Regions from separate parts of the Triticum aestivum genome. Here region 1 is linked to region 2. The links are chromatin contacts, called in public Hi-C maps. All regions are on one chromosome and are shown on one strand. Each heading gives the region's core, a stretch centred on a gene start, on an enhancer-like site or on the middle of the called end of the contact. The rest is flanking DNA. Distances are from core to core; before and after follow the strand shown.

What was found. Hi-C and Micro-C count contacts between places; a contact is called where the count stands out from the background.
Region 1: a contact with region 2 is called in a Hi-C map of leaf, with 4 times the contacts expected there. The contact joins the promoter of LOC123163771 here to the promoter of LOC123164061 in region 2. A contact is called at or near these places in 2 of 5 Hi-C or Micro-C datasets (both in leaf).

Annotation. Positions count from the first base shown.
Region 1 is chr7D:380,542,289-380,547,059 of IWGSC CS RefSeq v2.1, reverse strand. It overlaps LOC123163771 (transmembrane protein 120 homolog), which reads right to left and starts at 1,985. Exons shown (of 10, transcript XM_044581154.1): 1 at 1,542-1,985; 2 at 1,024-1,102; 3 at 815-906; 4 at 376-480; 5 at 197-276. The coding sequence starts at 1,745.
Region 2 is chr7D:380,364,394-380,368,526 of IWGSC CS RefSeq v2.1, reverse strand. LOC123164061 (HEAT repeat-containing protein 6) reads right to left here and starts at 2,594. Exons shown (of 28, transcript XM_044581474.1): 1 at 2,280-2,594; 2 at 2,110-2,202; 3 at 1,507-1,679; 4 at 48-321. The coding sequence starts at 2,468.

The DNA.
Region 1 (4,771 bases), core at 736-3,235, 180 kb before region 2:
GGCCAGCAAACAACATGTCAGAGGTGGATAAACAGGTATTGAAGAACAGAATTGTTGTTATCTTTTAGTCAGGTAAGGCAAAGCATCATAATATCCCCTTCAAATGAGAGATGGAAATACTGGCCGATACTAAAATGCAATGAATCACCATTAAGAAAAAACAATGGATCCACAGTAGTTAGTGATTGTTCCTTACCAAGGACGGATATCACTTCCATTAACTCGCAATATGTTCTCTCGCAAAGCTAAAGTTGTATAGAGCAATAACAGCCAGGCCTGTTAAACATAATATAAATTGACCTGTCAGTTTATCTTTCAGAACATAGCATCAGTTCATATTGTTACCAGATTACCTGAACGAGCATCAGAGCATACCTGATATAGCTGAACTGGCAATGCTGGAAAACATCCATTCCATAGCCATGACCGAAGAAACAACAGAATCATCGGAAAACCAAGAAACACTATGGCAGTCCTATCCTGAAAAAAGAGAGGAATAAAGATTAATAAGTGTAAAGTGTTTCCAGCTAATGATTATTATCTATATCAGTACACGGTTCTCCACAAACCTAACATCTATATCTGCAAAACAACTCAGACATTGCTCAGCAGGTACATCTTTCACTTTGTAGAAGATTTAAATGATAGTATTCCCCCTAAAAGAGTACTCGGATCAAATGGAAAACTAAATTTCAAAGCTGTTTATCTATTGGTGGCTCAAACACACTTGCAGCCATCTTCATGCTAAGCTCTCATTTCAAAGTATGAATAGCGGCTTAGATTTTCACCAATGATAACACAATTTGACACATACCCTGTAGCTATTGTATTCCTCTTTCACCTTGAGCTGTACCTCCTTCCTTGCGCGGAGATTCACTGGTCCCAATAACAGCTTCAAAAAAGTGCCTGTAAACCCCCAAGACCGAAAAATATTAGAAGAACAGAACCTCAGAAAAGAGAGAGGTATATATGAATATGACAAAAATGAATAACAAGCTCAAGCTGAAGAAGAGCAGCAATCACCATGCGCCTTGCTAGGGAGAATCGCCGCAATGTCACCATCACTTATGAGGCATGACGCTCGATCCAAGTCCTCGTGGACCTGCCACAAGCACACAAAGAGGCCAGAGTCACATCAGCAGAAGAAAAGCATGCTGCATGCACATTGTGACGATCAATGAACCAGCAGCGTCAAACGCATATAATGGCGCGGTGATTCAGAGACAGGGTCCAGGGTCCCTGTCCACGGGTACGTCTTGGCAGTGCGGGAAGTTGAGATTTCCACAGCGCACCAAACTGCAGTTCCACGCACGCACGTAGATCTTCCTCAGCGAGTGATCCGGCGCGGGGAAGCAGCGCAGCGCAGCGGCGCGGAGCCGAGCTAGCCGCGCTGGGAGTCCTAGGCGCAGCAAACACCCGCGCGGCGATCTCCTCGGCGACCCGCCGACACGCCCACGCGCACGCAACGCACGCACGCACGCGCACTTGGAGAAGGAGGAGGGGGAGCCGCGCGGCAGCCTGGGAGCAGCAAGGTTGGTTACCTTTTCGGTTTGTGCGTTGGCGGCGGCCTTGCGCAGGCGGGCGAGGTCCTCCCTGAGCGCGGCGGCGCGGCGGCGCAGCGCCTCCTCCTCCGCCCACGTCCGCGAGAGCAGCGCGGCGGCGGCGTCCTGCAGCTCCCGCGCCTGCTCCGCCGCGCGCGCTGCCGCCTCCGCCGCCTGCTCCCCTGCCTTCCTCTCCTCTCCCATCTCCTTCCTCCGGCGCCCTTTCCTTCTCTCTCTCTGTAGCTGCTAGCCCCCCTCCCTCCCTTGTCGCTCTCTCTCTAGTCTCTACTACGCGGTAGGCTGACGGGTGGAGCCCACGGCGAGGGGAGGAAGAGGGAGAGAGGAGGAAATGGGCAGGCAGAGAGAGGTGTGGGTTGGTTTGATTTGTGATCCGGTTAGATTAATGCGGGGGGGACGAGATGCGATTTGCCCATTTCAGGTCTTCTTAAATAGGCCCCTTTGCCTTTCTTTCCTTTCCTTTTCAGTTTATATAGGGGCAGTGGAGATGAGTAGATTTGGAGGGTGTTGCGATTAGATTTCTACTTTTTTTCCTTTTTCTATCGTCGACAAAAGTTGTCCCTGAGATGCAAGAGTCGATCTCAATCACTTTCTAAGCACACGTGGATGGATACCTAAACTATCTAGTAGTATCTCTACGGTAAGATCACGGTAACATTTATTCTCAAGAAAAGAATATCACTCCCCTGACTGTCAAATTTAGGGGGCGAAGGGACATGCAAATTTCAAATGGATAAGAGTTAAGACCTGTTTTTATTTTTATTTTGCTTTTTAGGGGTTTGGTATGTTTTCTGTTATTCTTTCGAAGGAGATAATGTTTCTCGTGGGATGGTGTGGAGTGTGGACGTGCGGTTTGATCGCATGAAATACACTCGTGTCCTTGCTCTGTCGATGCAGTGCGATGATGCTTGTGTCTTTACGTGGCGGTTTATCTTTTATGGTTTGTCGTGTTTGTGTCATTAGCCGTGCACGACATTGTATATCGACGTGGAAAGAAGCCCGTGCCACGATATTTCATCCTTACTGGTGTCCTCACATCATATGAGTGTGAGCAGTTATGCACATCACTAAATTGAACACAAATAGATCTAGAGATAAAAATGGAAATTGTGACGAAATGGTCTTTTGCTTTGCTTTACTTGGGTTGTCATGCACTATCTTCGTCCCTCATCACACGTCAATTTAGATATGATTTTATTTTGTCCGTGATCTCTCCTTGATATTTCTTCTATGTAGGATGGTCACATTTGTATCAACCCAGAATAAAAATAGATAAATATTCTTAAAAACTATGCAAGCAAGGAAAATGTAAAAATAGATACTACCAAATGCCCTACAACAAACGGTCTCGGCGGTTGCTAGGAAAGAAAAGGCTCTATGGTTTACCAAAGGACATGTAAGGTTCATATTTAGGAGACCAACGTACATGCAAATTTCAAATGACTAAGAGTTAGCACCTAATTTTATTTTGTTTTATTTTTGAGGAGTTTGGTATGTTTTCGGATATTCTTTTGAAGGAGCTAGTGTTTATCGTGGGATGGCGTGGAGTGTGGATGTGCGGTTTGATTGCATGAAATACACGCGTGCCCTGGCTCTGTCGATGCGGTGCGATGATGCTTGTGTCTTTACGTGCCGGATTACCTTTTATGGTTTGTCATGTTTGTGTCATTAGCCATGCACGTCATCGGATATCGACGTGGAAAGAATCTCGTGCCACGATATTTCATCCTTATCGGTATCCTCACGCCATACGTGTGTCAGCAGTCGTGCACATCACTAAAGTGAACACAGACAGATCTAGAGATGAAAATTAAAATCGTGAGGCAATGGTTCTTTCTTTGCTTATTTGGGTTGTCATGCACTATCTTCGTCTCCCATCGAACACCAATTCGACATTTTCATTTTGTCCTTGATCTGCTTGATATTTCTGCTCTACGGAATGGTCACATTTGTACCAACCCAAAATAAATAGATAAATATTTTTACTAACTATGCAAGCAAGAAAAATGTAAAATAGATACTTCCAAACGCACCACCACTCAAAATGGCAGTTTTACCCGTGGGGACGGGTATCCGTGGGGATTTACCCGCTAAGAAGAGGTGATGGGGGTCAAAATCCCCCCATGAGTATAACAGGTCTGAAGGAAATATGCCCTAGAGGCAATAATAAAGTTGTTATTTTATGTTTCCTTATTCATGATAAAGGTTTATTATTCATGCTAGAATTGTATTGATCGAAAACCTAAATACATGTGTGGATACATAAACAAATACCGTGTCCCTAGTGAGCCTCTACTGGACTAGCTTGTTGATCAAAGATGGTTAAGGTTTCCTAACCATAGATGTGTGTTGTCATTTGATAACGGGATCACATCATTAGGAGAATGATGTGATGGACAAGACCCATCCGTTAGCTTACCGTAATGATTGTTCAGTTTATTGCTACTGCTTTCTTCATGTCAAATACTTATTCCTTCGACTATGAGATTATGCAACTCCCGGATACCGGAGGAATACCTTACGTGCTATCAAACATCACAACATAACTGGGTGATCATAAAGATGCTCTACAGGTATCTCCGAAGGTGTTTGTTGAGTTGGCATAGATCGAGATTAGGATTTGTCACTCCGAGTATTGGAGAGGTATCTCTGGGCCCTCTCGATAATACACATCATAAGCTTGCAAGCAAATGACTAAGGAGTTAGTCACTAGGTAATGTATTATGGAACGAGTAAAGAGACTTGCCGGTAACAAGATTGAACTAGGTATGAAGATACCAACGATCGAATCTCGGGCAAGTAACATACCGATGGACGAAGGGAATTACGTATGTTGTCATAACAGTTCGACCGATAAAGATCTTCGTAGAATATGTAGGAGCCGATATGGGCATCCAGGTTCCGCTATTGGTTATTGCCCGGAGAGGTGTCTCGGTCATGTCTATATAGTTCTCGAACCCGTAGGGCCCGCACGCTTAACGTTCGTTGACGATATAGTATTATGTGAGTTATGTGATTTGGTGACCGAATGTTGTTCAGAGTCCCGGATGAGATCACAGACATGATGAGGAGTCTCGAAATGGTCGAGAGGTAAATATTGATATATAGGACGATGGTATTTGGACATCAGAAGTGTTTCGGGACGTACCGGGAAGGAATCGGGTCACCAGAAGGGGTTCCGGGCACCCCCTAGCAAGTTATGGGCCTTATGG
Region 2 (4,133 bases), core at 1,345-3,844:
CCCAGCATGAAGCAGTATGTAAAATAAAGGAGGCATAAACTACTGACCTCAACAACAGACTGCCATAAAACTTCCGACATACTCGATGCAATCTTGCATAGTATATCTTCCATCATCGAAAATGCAGAGATTTCCATATCCCAGGTATTTTGATTTTTATTATTCGTTGATACAGAAATGTGGGAAGAAATGCCAGAACCATTGGATTTATCTGTCATGTTCAGTTCAGCTTGCAGGCATGATATGATCAAGATAAGAACTCTGAGTACATGTGAATTCTCAGTTAATGAACCACATCTTCCAAGATCCTTGCTCAAAAACCTGGAAGGGGAGGCAACAATTAAGAGCGGTGTAAAGACCATGACTGATGACTTTCAAATACCTGTGAATGATGCTAGTGTACATGCGTTGCAACAACTGATTATGTAGGCATCTACAGAAGTTCATCACTAAAGTACGTAAGTATGTCCCAAAGGGCTCCACCTCATCCAAAGGCAACACTAGAGGCACATCTCCAACAATTTGTCCCATTCATCAACCATCATTCACATTAATTTCGTCACACCTTTCCCCCATACTCACGATTCTCCCTCCATTGCTCCCTCGACATGGCTAGATCCGGGGGAGGATGAGATGCCTTGGGCAACAGTGTTTGAGGGGAAGGCTTAGGAGGGGAAAAGTCAGTACCTTTCTCGGTTTCAGAAGGGGGGTGGGGGGTTCCCTCCCTGATGTATGCACTATCGGAAATGCCATCATACAGTACAGCTAGAGACAGTCTTTAAGAACTTAGGGTTTTTTTATTTGAGGAAATTATATACGCACAGTTCGCAATTTGCCTGCCTACAATTTAATTTAGTGTTATTTACCACATATACTGTCAATATTGTCCCAGTATACACTCATTTCTTGAATACATTTTTAACAGTGCAAATGATAAATTTATGAAAGATAACAACAGTATCAGCACTAATCTTATACCAGTTCTCGACAAAGCAAGTGACGATTCTGAGGTAATGATTGGTTTTAATTGCTGTTTTCTGGAAATTATATAGGTTGCAAATTGCTGAAAGTAAGTGCAGGTGATAGTTCACACCAAATCAAATGTGCTGATGGGAAATGGTCAATAATAGATTTACTGGTGAGGACATGAAACCTTGGTAAAGTACCAGTGGTGCATCGCGATTCCCAAAATTAGGCATGAAAGATTGCCTTTGTGGAAGTGCAGCATCACATGTAACAAAGGAAGAACTCCCTTTGAAATGATTAGAATGACACATATCTAAATCATAATTATTAAGAATAATATGGGGCCAAACTGTAGTAGATTTTCCCTTGAGGCAAGTAAGTACGGACCATGTGCTTTTATTTCAGTGACAGTTTAGTCTTGTCAAACCATGAAACATTATCCCACAATGTTAATCAACTAGGCTGTTAATACTTGGTACAGAGGGGGGGGAGTACAGGAAGGTGATTGCTAAGTATTCTATCAAATAATCCTAATCTAACCTGAGAATTTGCAAACAATCAGATAGTGTATTCAGTGCAGATGTCCTATCACAGTGGCCCTTAAGGCATGCACCCTCAACTGAACACTTCACAAGCTCATGAAGAAACGTTAACACTGCAAGCCAGCCAGAAGAGTCAATCTCCGTATTTGTCTTGCACATGACCTCACGAATCTGCACAGGTGCATTTTCAGTAAATTAATACATAGAGAAAACAAATCATTACAATCAAAGTTGTACAACACAAGAGCCTCAACTTCTTTGTCAAATTGACTACACTTATTAGTAAATACTACCAGAATTCTAGGGTGTACACAATTTGTGTCCTGCAAAATGTATAACTATAGCTCCAACAGCCCGCGACAGCTAAAAAGCACTGCACGCTAAAGCAAAATTCCAGTTCATAATAATCAGCATTTGAAAATCCATGTCGACAATTTGTCGGAACTTCACGTACTCCAACACGACCCCAGCAGAACGCAGGTCACTGATCAGAATGGTCGTCTATCTGGCTAACATTACAGCCCCGAATCTAAAGCAACCATTGGTCGAATTCCACCGCACACTGCGAGATCTCAATCGCATGGAAGCACAGAAGCATTACCAGGTGGCAGACGCCACGCAGCGCGTCGGCGGCGCCAGCACAGGGGGCCGCCGCCGCTGCCTTCTCCGCGAGGAAAGCCACATCCGAGCCCACCTGCAAACGAGCACACGGACAGTGAGACCAAGAACCAAACCGAACTGGACGTAAGCAAGCGGGGCCAAGGGTAGGACCTCGTGAGGGGAGAGCGCGGCGGCGGAGGCCGCGAGGGAGGGCGAGGAGGGGGGCAGAAGGAGGCGGCGGAGGAGCGCGAGGAGGGCCGGAGGGGAGGGCGAGGCGACTGACTCATCGCGGAGGGTGAGAAGCGCGGTACGCCACGGCCGTGCCCCGCCTCCCCCGGAGGTGGAGGTGGAGGTGGCCATGGGCCGCCGGCGGCGACTACCGGTGGTTGCTGGCTACGGCGGTCGGCGGGGATGGAACTCGGGAGCGTGAGACGGAGAAGTTTGGGCTTCCCCGAGGGGGGTTTTGGACCTTTGCTTAGACGTCGGGAATGCTTCAACCCAGTAAAAAAAAGTCGTTGTATAGGGCCCAAATGCCCGAGTGTGAAGTTTGTGTGCTTGGGCACCATGGTGCCCTTTTAAAAAAAAAGCATAAACCATATTTAAAAGTTTCAAAAATATCGAAAATAATTGTCTGTAAACTTGTATGTATTTACTACGGATCCATGGAATTATTTTTTGAAAATAATAATAATTTGTAAGCTGTACAAAAAAACAAAATTCCGGCCCAAAGACAAAAATTCCAGCCCATTTCAAAATACATATTTGTCTTTTTTTGTAGACCACATGGGAAAGCAAAATGTTATGAATTTTTGCACATATGTCGTATGTGTGTGTGCGTGTTTACAAAAAGTTTCAAAAAAATTGAGCTGTAAAAAATGTTTTTTTTATGGGCACCATGGTGCCTGTGCACATCTGACAATATTCGCCAAATGCCCCTCCTTTTTTCTTTAAATGCTCCTCCTTCTTCATTCATAACTGGATTTGATGTGATGCCCAATGCCTGAGAGCTCCCCTATTTCTCGACTTTAGGGAGGGGACGAACCCTTGCTGAAGGGGTGACTGAGATGGACCTCCTTTTTTTCTGTTTTTACATTTTTCTGTTTTCTTTTTTGATTCTTTTTGTATTTTGTTTATACTTTAAAATATATATATATTACAAAAAAAACATTTGAAAAATGTTGAACAATTATTCAGAAAATGTTGAACAAGTATTTGAAAAATATTAATCACGCATTAGGAAAAAATGTTGGATGTGTATAGAAAAATTGCTGATCATGTACTAAAAAATGATGAATTTTTTTGTCATGTACATAAAACTGTTAATCAAGCATTTGATAAGAAAATATTGAACAAGTACTTGAAAATGTTAATCAAGAATTTGAGAAATGTTAAATGTGTATAGAAAAATGTTAACCATGTATTAAAAAATTAATAATGCATTTAAAAATCTTAATTAAGAATTTAAAAAATATTAAATTTGCATAGAAAAATGTTTAACATGTGTTATAAAAATGTTAATCCTGTATTTCAAAAATGTTGAGGATGTGTATAGAAAAATTGCTAATCTTGTATTTGAAAAATGGCAAACAATCATTTAAAAATGTTAATAAAGCATTTGAAAATTGTTGAAAATGTGTATAGAAAAATGTTGACCATGTATTCAGAAAATGTTAAACTCGTATTTGAAAAATGTTAAATATGTTTTTTTAACACGGTATAGATGCAAGCGCTCATGCATATGTGCATACACTCACCCCTACGAACACAAACACGCACACCGTACCCCTATGAGCACCTTGGAGAGACTGAGCCGGCATATCATCTTGAGATTTACGAAGTGACCGTAGGCGCGTCGTCGTCGACGGGAACGTCTCCTCCCACTGAAAGCGCGTCGGCGGAAATCCTGAATAAATCTAGGAATAATGCGAGCACCAGGACTTGAATTCTGGTGAGCTGGGGATACCACTGTCCCTCTAACCATTTAACCACAGGTTGGTTCGCTGTTAACCATGTATTTGCAAAATG